Linked DNA regions of Gossypium hirsutum: region 2 is linked to region 1. Evidence: chromatin contacts called from public Hi-C data. All regions are on one chromosome and are shown on one strand. Each heading gives the region's core, a stretch centred on a gene start, on an enhancer-like site or on the middle of the called end of the contact. The rest is flanking DNA. Distances are from core to core; before and after follow the strand shown. Region 1 has its middle 15 kb from the start of LOC107937488. Region 2 holds the start of LOC107937136 (protein NRT1/ PTR FAMILY 8.3).

The links. A called contact is a pair of places that touch in the nucleus more often than the background predicts.
Region 2: a Hi-C map of leaf shows a contact between it and region 1, with 2.9 times the contacts expected there. The contact joins the promoter of LOC107937136 here to the enhancer-like site in region 1. A contact is called at or near these places in 2 of 34 Hi-C or Micro-C datasets (both in leaf).

The regions. Positions count from the first base shown.
Region 1 is chrA01:74,545,609-74,552,369 of Gossypium_hirsutum_v2.1, reverse strand. No RefSeq gene overlaps it. Among protein-coding and RNA genes, the nearest start is that of LOC107937488, 15 kb to the right of the region's middle. Within about 2 kb of position 2,684, at least 6 of the 9 cell types and tissues checked have an H3K27ac peak or open chromatin away from gene starts, as enhancers often do. A contact at or near this core is called in leaf, where this site is marked.
Region 2 is chrA01:75,129,857-75,136,501 of Gossypium_hirsutum_v2.1, reverse strand. LOC107937136 (protein NRT1/ PTR FAMILY 8.3) reads right to left here and starts at 3,422. Exons shown (of 6, transcript XM_016869960.2): 1 at 3,260-3,422; 2 at 3,048-3,127; 3 at 2,762-2,867; 4 at 2,444-2,661; 5 at 1,330-1,886; 6 at 1-469. The coding sequence starts at 3,098.

The DNA of each region.
Region 1 (6,761 bases), core at 1,435-3,934:
TTACTACATAACTATATTTACATTTGAATGACATTTAATTTAATTTAATTATTATTTTTATATATTTTATATTTTTAATTCAACATTAAATTTTTTTTAATTTTTTCTTTATTAATATTTTATGTAAATTATTAAATCAATTTATTATATTAAAATATAAGCATATTCACATACGTGACGCTGAATCTTGCACTAATCAAGCTCTAATGATAATATTTATATTTATTTTAAATACTTTATATACTATATTATATTATACATAACCTATCCTATGCATAAAAAGAAAATAAATTTTAAGATTTTAACTTTTGAATTCTTTATGTTTTTCATTGTTCATTGCGACTTTTGCACACTTTATTTTTTATTGTTTTACAGGTGTACTGAAAATATTTTATAAAAATTATTTTCAATGAAATAAATATATATTTAAATTTTTTTTATTTTTTTATTGTTTAATTGAGTTTAATATATATATATTTATATTTTATATTATTCTGTCTGTCGACTTGCGGGTTTGGAATTTGCCCAATTTGTACCCAGATTTGTGGGGTCTACTTATCGCATATAATAAATTTCGAAAAGTATCATCTACAAAAACATGGAAGCAGATCTCGCAAATCTCAATTTAGACGATCTAGAAGATGAGCCTGTTATAGGATACGAGGATATTGATGAAGGAGATGACGAATTCAGGCTCTATCTTGTAGGTAAGGAGTTAACAGATAGTTCAATCCACTTTCCTTTCCTAAGGAATGTGATTTCTCAGTTATGGCACCCGATTGAAGGGGTTACCATAACGGAAATTGAGGAAAAAAAGATTTCTTTTTAGATTTTACAATGAAATTGATTTAAAGAGGTTGATCGATGGAATTCCCTGGTTTTTTAACCGAAATTTAATTATTTTCCATAAGTTAATAAGAGGGGAGGACCCATTAACTGTTCCTCTACAACATACAAACTTTTGGGTACAAGTACATGAATTACCGTTGGGATCCATGTCGGAAGGTATGGCAAGACAATTGGGAAATTTTATTGGAGAGTTCTTGGATTACGATACAAAGATTCTAACGAAAAGTCTGCGCAAAATAATGAGAATTAGGGTTTGTATGGATGTTCGAAATCCTTTAAAAAGAATGAAACGAATAGTGTATGGCAGAGACAAATTGACTGACGCTAAGTTTCAATACGAAAGACTTTCTCTCTTTTGTTTTTTATGTGGGCAGTTAGGGCATGGAGAAAGTTTCTGTCCACTACGTATTTTGTTGAGATCGCAAGAAGTCGAATTTGGTTGGGGTATCTCATTACTTACGGCACCAAAAAGGGATGCATTAAATATAAGCAAATTGCATCGAGAAGAACAAAAAGAGGTGATCAATAGTGAATTTGACCACGACGAAATTAGAAGAAGAAGCTTGGTGGGATATCAAAGAGGGGAGGAAAGTAATATCGTGAGAGGTAAAGGCAAAGAAGGGGATCTAAATAGGAGATATCATAGAATTAACAGAACCGAAGAAGTGCATAACATGATAATTGAAGATAACGAATTTACCGAGGATACACCAATCAAACTAATTGATGGGAAGAAAAGGCAAAGGGTCCAACAGATAGAAGAAATTCATCAAATTACCAACTCAAGTCTCTCATCCAATATTGATATATCGGCGGCCGCTAATAAGCAGGCCGACCGGTCACAATGAAAATCTTAAGTTGGAATGTTCGTGGCATGGGGTAGCCACGAACAATAAAACATCTCAAAAATAACTTGAGACGGCTTCAGCCTCAACTTTTGTTTTTAATAAAGACAAAAGTCAATGCAATAAGGATGGAAGCAATAAGGAAGTTCTGTGGATACACAAACGGGATTGATGTGTACGCTGAAGGATCAAAAGGGGGACTTTCTCTTAGTTGGAAGGAAGAAGTCGATGTTAGGTTAAGAAGCTATTCTAAATTTCATATTGATATAGAAGTTATGGAGAATAATGAAGAAGAGTGCTGGCGTTTTACAAGTTTTTATGGCTCACCAGTTGAACAGAAATGGAAAGAATCATGGAATCTTCTCAGACAGTTAAAAGGAAACAACCAATTGCCATGGCTTGTTATGGGGGATTTTAATGAAATTCTATTCTCTTTCAAATAAAGAGGGGGCAGATTAAGGGAGGAAATAAAAATGGTGGCATTTAAAGAAGCCTTGGAAGACTGTGAACTGAATGATTTAGGATTCTCAGGACAATGGTATACATGGGAACGAGGGAGACTTCCAAGCAACAATATTCGTGAGAGATTGGATAGGGGGTTAGCCAATCCATTATGATGGGAAAGGTTTCCGAATTTCTCAGCTTAACGTAAGTGCCATAGTATTTCGGATCATTGTCTTGTAATTTTAATGACGCATGAAAAAGGGAGATTTGAGAATAGTAAACATTTGTTTAAATTCAATGCCAACTAGGTGCTGGAAAACAATTTTGGAAAGGTGATTAAGCAAGGGTGGGATTTAGATGATAAGAGTCTGCCGAAAAAATTAGAAGATCTAAAGTTGAAGTTGAAAATTTGGGAAAAATCAAATAGCAGATCCAGATGGAAGATAAGGGAGAATTTAAAATCACGTCTTAATCATCTAAATAGAGAAGACCTAGATAGCGATATTTTGGCAGAATTAACAGAAGTTAAGCTAGCACTCAACATGGAAGCCGACAAGAAAGAATTGTACTGGGAACAACGGGCAAGAGCTAATTGGTTACGAATAGGGGATCGAAATACTGCTTTTTTCCATAATTTTGCATCCCAGCGTAAAAAGAAAAAATTTAATAAAAAAACTGGAAGATAGAAGGGGTGGATTGGTAGAGGGGGACAATGCCATTAACAAACTAGCAGCCAATTTTTTTCCAAGATCTTTTTTCTTCAAAACCACTACAAAGTTGTGAAAGGCTTAGAAGTGAAATTCAACCATGCATTACAGATTCTCCTAATGAAGAACTTATTAGAGAGTTTAAGGAAGAAGAGGTAGTGGAAGCATTAAAGAGTATAGCCCCCCTCAAGGCATCAAGTAAAGATGGTTTTCTAGCATTTTTCTACCAAAAATTCTGGCATATTATAGGAAAAGACGCTGTTAATTATTGCCTTCAAGTATTGAATAATGGGAAGGATTTTGCGGAAATTAATATAACCAATATTGTGCTTATCCAAAAGATACAAACCCCTATGAACTTGGGACAATTTAGGCCCATAAGTCTTTGTAATGTCATTTACAAATTGATATAAAAATGATGGTTAATAGATTTCGAAGGGTGTTAAAGGTGCTTTTGTCCTAGGAAGATAAATAACTAACAACATATTGATAGCATATGATAGCATATGAATTACTTTACTCTTTAAAAAAAAAAGGGGGAGGCACGGGGTATTTTGCTTTAAAGCTAGATATGAGTAAAGCCTATGATAGAGTGAAATGGGATTTCATTGAAAGCATGATGAAAATGCTAGGCTTTTGCAAAAGTGGATTGAGATTGTAATGAAATGCGTACGAACAGTGTCATACTCGGTTGCAATTAATGGGATCCAATAGTCAGAATTTACACCAAAAAGAGGAATCAGGCAAGGAGACCCACTAAGCCCATATCTATTTATCATATGTGCAGAAGGTTTCTCTAAACTTCTGAACAAGGCTAAAAGGGAAGGACAAGTTGAAAAGGCTAAAGTGGGAAGAGGGGAGCTCGCTATCACTCATCTTTTCTTCGCTGATGACAGCATCTTATTTGGGAAAGCAACAATGGATGGAGCAATGGCAATTAAGGCAGTAATTAATGAATATGAAAATCTCTCTGGTCAGCTAGTGAATTTCGAGAAGTCGTTAATCTATTTCAGCAAAAACGTACAAGACGATATACAAGGGCAGATAGGGGGAGTTTTGGGGGTACGGATTTCAAATAATCCAAAAAAGTATCTAAGCTTACCTACAATGATTAGAAGAAAAAAGAGGTGTTTTCTTGAATTAAAAGAGAGATTCATCCAAAAGACAAAGAATTGGAGTATTCGTAATTTGTCCATTGGGGGAAAAGAAATTTTCATCAAATCAATTTTACAGGCCCTTCCGATTTATGCCATGCAGTGTTTTAAATTACCAGTCTAGGAAGCATTACAACGCGTCAAGTGTCTATCCTTACCACTCGATGTTGAACTCAGATTAGGAGAAATTTGGTAACAAGTGCTTCTAAATGAAATTTTTTTACAGAAAAAGGATAGTTTAAACCAGTTTATCCACTATAAGGACAGAATGCAAAGGAGATGAAAGGTGTTAACGACAGGTTTTTTCTTTCAGTTTTTGTTTTTTATTTTGCTTTAGGGAACCTCAAAAGCTTTTCATTTTCTTTTAATTTTTCTTTAAAGTTTAGGCAAACCGAGGCACCGCCTCTGTTACTTATTAGCTTTTGACAACTGTTAGATAGCTGTTGTTTTACAATCTTTGCTCAGTGTACAACATATCCTCTCAATTAATGCATTCTGATTTTACTTAAAAAAAAGTTGTACGGGATAAATGAAACTAAAAATTATTTAATAAATACGCATATTTATATAATTAAAGTATTCATATTTTTATAATAGATTAAAATATGTCATAAGTCCTTGTATTCTTCGTAAATTTAAAATTTAGTCCATGTGCTTTTATTTTTAGTTTAGTCCTACTTTTTAGATATCAAAATTCAGGTTCAACTATTAGTATTATTAAAAATACTTTGTTAAATTCATATTTATTATAATGTCATTTTTTAGTTACATGAATACAGAGTATTTTTTATTTAAAAATGTGACATCAAAAAAATTGACAAAAAAGAATAACAATGTTAACAATGGGACTTAATTTTCAATTCTAAAAAGTAAATGACTAAATTATTGAAAATAAAAGTACAAGAACTAAATCTCAAATTTGTAAAGAATACATAGACTTACGGTACATTTTAACATTTATACTACAAAATATTTATTATTAATATATTTATAATTTTAATAGATATTTATTATTTAAAATATTAATATTGAATATTTTTTCAATAATATATGATGAATATTATTTAAAATTATTATTTTTAAAATTTATTATTAAAATAAAATTGAAATATGAAATAATATTAATAATTTATTATATGATTAGATATAGATAATTAAATATGTATGTTTGATAATATTAAAAATTGTAATATTTTATATTAATATTTTATTAATTTTATAAATTTTAAACATAAAAATAAAAAAAATTATTATTAATATAATAATATTAAACTTGTTTTAAGTTAATTTTTATATAAAAATAAAATTATTCATAAAGAAATTTTTGCGTTAGAAAATGACTTATGTTTTTTCAAAGTAAAGAAAAAATTCAAAAAATTATTTTCAGTACTTTCCGGTGATTTTCTAATACTTGCAACATGTTACTTGTACAGCCCAATTAACAGAGCCCAAACACCAAACCCGAGGCCCAAATTCGGAGCCCAAATCCAAAAAAAAAAGGAAACCTAATCCCCCTAACCCTAGCCTAGCGCCGCACGTCCTTGCTCCTGGCCTCCTCACCTGCTCCGCCGTTCACCTGCTTTCTGCCATTGCCCACACGCCACCACCAACTCCTCTGGCACCTACAATCAAAAGAAAAAGAACAGAGCAGAGCAAGGCAGCAAGCAACAGTAGCCACATTTACTTAATATTGTAATCGGCTATAAAGCCTAAAGGAGATCAGTTTGTATAGGGGATTTTTCATTTTTTTGTTTCGGTATAAAGAAACCGATTGCAAACCATTGTAGAGGGGACACTAGTGAATCAAAAGCAAAAGAAAAACAACATTTTGAGAAATAAAAGAACCGAAATCGTGTCTTAAGGTGGTGGCCTTCTTTTTTTCTTTTTGTTCTTTTTCTTGCTATTTTATTATTTATATTCAAAATAAAAGAATAAAAAGGGAAGTTTTTACCGTTTTTTCGTCGTCGTTGGAGTGCTCGGAATCAGAGGGTTGCGTCGAAGAAAAAGGGGGGAGACTTTTGGTCTCCCCGCCGCCGTGCACGGCGGTGCCGGCGCCGGCGACCGGTGATCGACACGGTGGCTCTCGGCCGGGCTATTGACCGGAGAAGAAAGAGGGAGAGAGATTTCAGAGAGAAATTTTTAGTTTTTTTAGGGAAGAAAGAAAATGATTTTTTTTGTAAAAAATTTTGATTTTTATAAAAGGTTGAAACGGCGCCGTTTTGGCATGGATCAGACCCGGATCGATCCGACCCGCTTAGAGAGGATCCGCGTGTTTTGATAATTGGGTTATTTTCCCATTTGGTCCTTCCGCAATTTTGGGGTGTTTCAATCCTGTCCTATTGGCACTTTTTATATTTTGTAAATTTCGCCCAAATTATTTTTAATGTTTTTGATTTAGTCCCGAGTCCTATGAAGGGACACGTGTCCCAATAATTGGAATATTTTCTTATTCGGCCCTTCACCCTTTCGTACATTTCCAAATCGGTCCCCCCCGTAGTTATTTTATTTCAGTTTCAGCCTCTAACTTTTATTTTATCCCTGATTAGTCCATTTGTGTTTATTTGTTATCATTAATTAATCTATTTATTGTCATACTTATATTTTCTTTTTATATTTATTTGCTCATTATTATATTATTATATTTTATTATTAGCTTATTATTATTATGGTTATTATTATTATTACTATTATTAATTATTATTAGTTTTATTTTCTTTTTATTTATTACTATTATACTAATACATTAATTAGTAATATATTAT
Region 2 (6,645 bases), core at 2,173-4,672, 580 kb before region 1:
AGCGACCTGCTTATCGACCAAATCTAGCTCTTTAGCAAGGTGCAATCTCCTGGTCTCCACCACAGCTGCGGCTGACATGCATAGGACTGAAATAAAAAGACCAATTCCCATACGCTGCAACTCTGAGAAGCCTCGCTCCTTACGTGTGAACTTTCTTGCAATTGGGACAATGATCCTATCATAGATGGGGACCCAAAAAATAACACTAATAACATCAAAAGTTGAGAGAGAAGCAGGAGGAATAGTGAAAGAACCAATTTTTGTGTCCATCATCATCCCTTGTTCCACAAACATAGTTGACATTTGAGCATATACAGCAGAGAACACAATTCCAGTAGCCCATATGGGAAACATGCGGATCAAGATTTTCAATTCCTCCACTTGTGTTACAGTGCAAAGCCTCCAAGGATTTGAGAAGTCCCCACTTTTGGTTTCAACATCAGTGACTATGGCAGCTTTATCTAGGCACCTGCAACAAGATGGTCTTAGCAAAACTAACAAAGAAAAAAACAGTCTAGCTGTTACAACTCCAAAACTCATCTATGAAAAAAGGAACCGGGGAATTGAAACTTCAATGAACCTAAATAATTAACAGCATTGCCATAGATGAAAGTTGCCTAAAGCAGTTAATTTCAGAAATAAATCAGATGACACTTTGAGTGCGATAGGTGCATCAAGACAGACTACTGGAAGATAATCAGAAAAATGCACTACAGAAATATTTTATCTTTTAATTTGGGGCTAGAAGAAATGAAAGTTAGAATCAGAATGAAGACAGAATCAATGCATCAAATGGCAGCCAACCAAAAATTATCCATCAGAATTTCACTTTGTCTACTCCTCTTTTTCTACACAAATATGCATGGGAAAAACCATCTTTCTATGCCATGTTTTTAATATAGTCAATTTGTTCCTTAACAATTCAAGTCATCAATTAACACTATGAATAACATAAGCTTAACATACAAAGCAAAGCTCCTCATATGTTTCCACTACTATGCAGCTGGGAATAGTAGAAGAGAATGGAAATTATAAACAAGTAGTCAGAGATAACAGGGGACATAAGCTCCCATGAAAATTGAGCTTGGAAGGTGTTTGATAGAGTGGATAAATTGACAACAGCATATTTCTGCAGAGATGAACAGTCAGTGTTTCAATACCTATGTTTTTCCTTACCGTTCATTACCAATTCCTTGTCTAAAGAGATAGAGAATTTCAATTTCATAGGATTTAATGAGACAGAGAGAGAGAATATTTCTTTTAAATCATGAGGAATAGAAAATCAAGATCAATCATTCAAAACTCAGGGAAATAATTAAGAATATTTACTTCAACTCCTCACTGTGCTCTAGTTTCCGACTTCCTTCTATGGCAGAGTGCTTGTCACCAGTTTCATATAGGAGAGTACTGTCTTCAGGTACCTTGAGGCTCCGTTTATGAAATGCTGCAACCAAAACCTGGAACATTCTTGTAATAGGGCTTCCTCCTGGTCTTTGAAATCTATAGAGTGCCGTGCCTGAGAAAAAACTTCCAATTGCAAGGCCCATAAACAATGCTGGAATGCCAAATCCAAGACCCCATCCAGCATTGTCCTGAATCCACACCAGAAGACTGCTTGAGATCAGAGCACCAATGTTGATGGAAAAATAGAACCAGTTGAAAAAGGACCCCTTCTTCACCCTTTCATTGGGATCAGTATCATCAAACTGATCGGCCCCAAAGGATGAAACACACGGTTTGATTCCACCCGTCCCTAATGCAATCAGATAAAGCCCAAAGAAAAATACAGCATACTGAGCTGGAGTAGCTGAGGGACAAATAGAACCCACACATTCAGCAGGTTTCAGTGCAGGAATTGATGCTGAGAGAGTCAATGTACACATTCCCTACATCAAATAGTAAATGTGTTATCCAATGCATCAGAAAGTGAAATCAAAACATATAAATTACTTGCCCACTTTACCTTAATAGAAGTACCAGAATTCATTAGTCAATAATATGATTAAAATGATGAAAATTGTTGTCCTCACATAGCCAAAAATCAAATTCTTTACCGTGTAAAGTGCAAGATATTAACGTGAGTTATAAATTCCAGAAAATATGTTATTACACTTTAAAACTGTCTTAAAATCTTTGCAAAGGAGTCAAAGTGCTTCCTGATTTAAAACTACTAGCAACAGAAGAGGAGAACCATGCGTGAATTTAAATCGCATGTGAAGGACCATGCATATCAGGGTTAATGGCATAATGTGAACTGCAAAACACACTCAAAGGAACAGCAGCCAAAGACTACTGCAGTTGAATGCAGGATCAACTTCATGATAAGTAGTTCAAAATAATGAAGCAACAATTACATCATAAATCAGAAAAATAACTATTTAAAGAATAAAACGATGAGCATGTAAAGCAGGAAAAAGTAGTAGTTAGGAGTAAATTATATTACGAAGAAGTAAATAGTGGAGAAAGCAGCAATTGTCCAATATCTTCCCCAATATGCATCTGCTAAGACGGCTCCAATGAGAGGTGTAAGGTAGCAAGTTCCTTGCCAAGTAGTTACATTTCTTGCAGCTGATACATTCCCTTCATGCAGTTTCTTGGTCAGGTAACTTACAAGATTAGTTGCTATCCCATAATAAGCCAATCTCTCACAGCATTCATTACCTATAATTCCATATAAAAAAGTTGCAGAAATAAGATAAGCTTTACTCAAATAAAACCCATTTAAAAGGAAGAGCAAATAGATAAATTTACAATAATTCACCCAAAATGAAAGGGCACGCTCTCCAATTTCCAGTATTCTGCTTCAAAATAGGATTCCCATTGAAGTCAACGGAGCCATCCCCAGTGTAAAGCCCACTGCTTTCAGCCTGGAAATACCAAATATTAAAACACTAATAACAACATAAACTCCGAGGTAAAGAATTTTAACAAGAAAAGACAACAAAACCCAGAAATTTTTTCAGTGTTAAAGGTGTCTGTGAGCAAATAATCAAAATCTTATAACCACCAAGAATTAAAGATGAAGGGGAAGCAGAAAAAAAAGATACCTGATTAAGTTCAGCTTCCAAAAGCGATCTCTCTTCATCCATAGATCCCATGATTGTTTTGCAACTGAACCAATCAAAGACTACAGATTCAAAATCCCCAAAACAGATAGGGGAAGATTAGGGACTAAGATAAGATAAGATATATCTAAATGTAATTTGTGATGAAAATACTGGGCAAATTATTAGGCTAATAAAAGCGTATAAGACTTTACCTTGTTAGATTGGTAATGTCAACAACTTTTGGAATCTTTTAACAAAAAGGAAAAAGAAAAAGAAGTTCTGGGATCCTTAAAATTTGGTTGATTAGATATTAACACAAGCTGAAGGAGTGGAATGTTAGGGTGACCCAGGCACGCTTCCCTATCTTTTGTAATGGCTGAGATAAGGGCTTTTAATGATACATCTATGGGTGGGAACATGGATTTTGGGTTCGGGAATAGAGGTGATCATGGGCCGGGTCGGGTTTGGGCCGGGTCTAAATAAAATTTTAGGCTAGTCTATTAGGTCTGGGACTGGTCCGGTCCGAAATATGGGTCTAAAAATTTGTCCAAGCCTGGCCCGAAATAAAATTGCTAAGCCCGAGCTCAGCCCGGCCCGACCCATATTAATTTTTTTTACTTATTTCATTAAATAAAAAATTTTAAAAATATAATAAATCAAATATATTTAAAAATATTAAAACAAATATTAAAACAAATAAAAATAACACTAAAACAATTCTTAAAACAATACATAAATTGATAATATAATAAAAAATAGTTATATTAAAAATTTAAAATGATTAAAAATAAAATAAAAATATATATTAATATATAATTCGGGCCGGGCTCGGGCCAAAAAACTCTTACCCGAGGCCTAGCCCGTTTTCTAAACGGGCCTCATTTTTTTGTCCAAACCCATTTTCGGGCCTATATTTTTACCCAAACCCTCCTATTTTTCGGGTGGGCCTTCGGGCCGAGCTGGGCCGCCCAGCCCATGATCAGCTCTATTCGGGAAGGACTAAAGTTATAATTCTACCACCAATACCGATACCTAACCGGGTTTGAACATAGATTTTTAGGTCTAATTCTAACTTTCATCTCTCTACTTTTTCAAATTTTGAAAAATTAATCCATCTGCTCTAAGTATTAACAAACACATTAACTTCATGAGTTGTTGGACTATTCATTTTTCAAATCAACGATTAAATGACAAATTTTAAAAATGATCGATTCTTGAAAAATTAATGTAAAGGGATTAGTTTTTCTTTTAATTTTCATGAAATAGAAGGATGTAATTCATAATTAAACCTAAATTTTAAGACTAACATGTTTATTTTTTATTGTATTAATCTTTTAAATGATTTTTTGTTAAAATTTTATGGGAAATTTGTTTTAACTTTAAATTTAAATATTTTAAAATTTATTAAAATATTTTTTTTGATATCTTCATGTTCATTATACATTCATATTCGAAATATATGATTACCATACTTAATAATTTTTTTAAAAAAATTTAAACTTACACCTAATCACTTATACGTGAAATCATTAAAATATTAATAAATAAATAGAATCAATCTAAAACCAATTCCATCCATAAACACTCTTCTATTATAATTTTTTTTTAATTTTAAAAACTATTTAATCTACTTGATTGATTATTTGTCTTTTGCTTTATTTTAATCTTATCTTTTACAACTTCAATATATATATATATCTTTTAACATTTTATTTCCATTTTTGAATTGATTGCATAAATTGGAGTGAGTTACTTTATTTAGTAAATTCCAAGATCTTTTAATTTGAATGTTTGTCGTAAGAGTTCAGAAAACCACGAGCTACTTCTTGAGCAAAACTAGGAAGAGAGGTGGGTCGATTTTATTTTATTTTTTTAATTTTTAAAATTTGAATTTATAAATTTAACCAAAAAAAAGTCTATTTGTTATTCATACTTATTTTAATATTATTATCTAAATTTAAATTCAAATTGAATGTTATTATTTTTAGAATATTTAAATTTAAAAACTTTTGAATTTGAATATATTACATATAATCAAAATAATAATTATAATTATAATAAATGGATTAAAATAATTAAATTTATGTATGTTATTCAAATAAATAATGTGGATTTAGGTAATGAATATCTAAAATATCTATTTGCATTCACTTCGAATGTGTGACGAATAGTAATTTTAAATTTTAAATATTATCTAAATTTATAATATCCAAATGTGCAAGAAAATAGATTCAATACCTAATCTAAATTATTATCTCTAAATAAATATATAAAAAGCATATATGTGGGTATGAAAAGTGTACAATTACAAAAGGGCTCAATTTTGACATTAAAACAATGGTATCTCACAAACATTTTCTCACCGTTCTAACTTTAGACTACATAGTTGAGGAGGTATTCCAATTAAAGTGTTTCTATATATCACAAAGATTTTGGGTTCAAATCATGTTACATTTTTTTAGCATTATACCATTTATTTTCGATCTTAAACGATCATATTTTATTATTCTTTTATAACTTTAAGATATATTTTTAAATTTTTTTCTAAAAAGAAAGAACAAAATTTTAAGGATGTGTCAATTCTTCAACAACATTCAAAACTAGGGTAAGACTTTTGCATTATCAACATGATGATGCAGCAACTTCCAAGATTTAAATTGCATTTAAGCAACAATAAAACTTTTATTCTTGGACTAGCAAATCATACTTCAACTTAATGGTAATGTTAAAGCCTTAAAAACTTTGAAATATTATGTTAGAATCTTGCATATGAAAATTATTTATGAGTGAGTTAATTATTTAATTCAATATTTATAATAATTATTTTTATAAATATTGATGTGATTGTTAGTTATAATTTTAAAAAAAGAAAATAGATTCGAAAGTAGTTGAAAAATCTAATGAAAATATATATTTTGAAATCGCATATACATTTTAAAAGACTAGTTTTTTTTATATAACATGTTTTATTATTTAATAAAATATTTTTATTTCATGATATTATTAAAAATAATTCATAAATAATATTTAAAAAATACAAGACTTTCCAATTGTAATTAAGTAATTATATAATATTGAAATACTGTATTTGTTGAATATTTAAAAGATGAGCATATATTGTATATTTACACTTCAATCTTTATTTTTTTAATTAATGGATAAATTCCTATTTTATACTTAGAATTTATTTAAATTAAATTTCAATTTAAATAAATCTTTTTTAAGCTTAATTTATGTCAGCATTCTTTTAATAGTTAAATTATAAATTTTATTGAATTATAAGTTAAGATTTATGTCAACATTGTTTCTCCAATAGTAGTATATTCAAGTTTATTATCAACATTAATAAACAGTATTTTTTTTCATGTAATAGTAAAATTTTTTTATTGTGAAAACTAATTTTAAATTTTGTTTCAAACTTAAAATCAATGTTTATAACTAAAAAAAAATCAACTTAACATTGGATTAATACATAAAACTATTAAAAATAATATAGAAATTTGGAATAAATTGAAATTAAATTATAATATTAAAGTAAAAAACCAACAAAAATTAGATAAAGAACATGCAATAATTAATAATTCAAGATAAATATGAA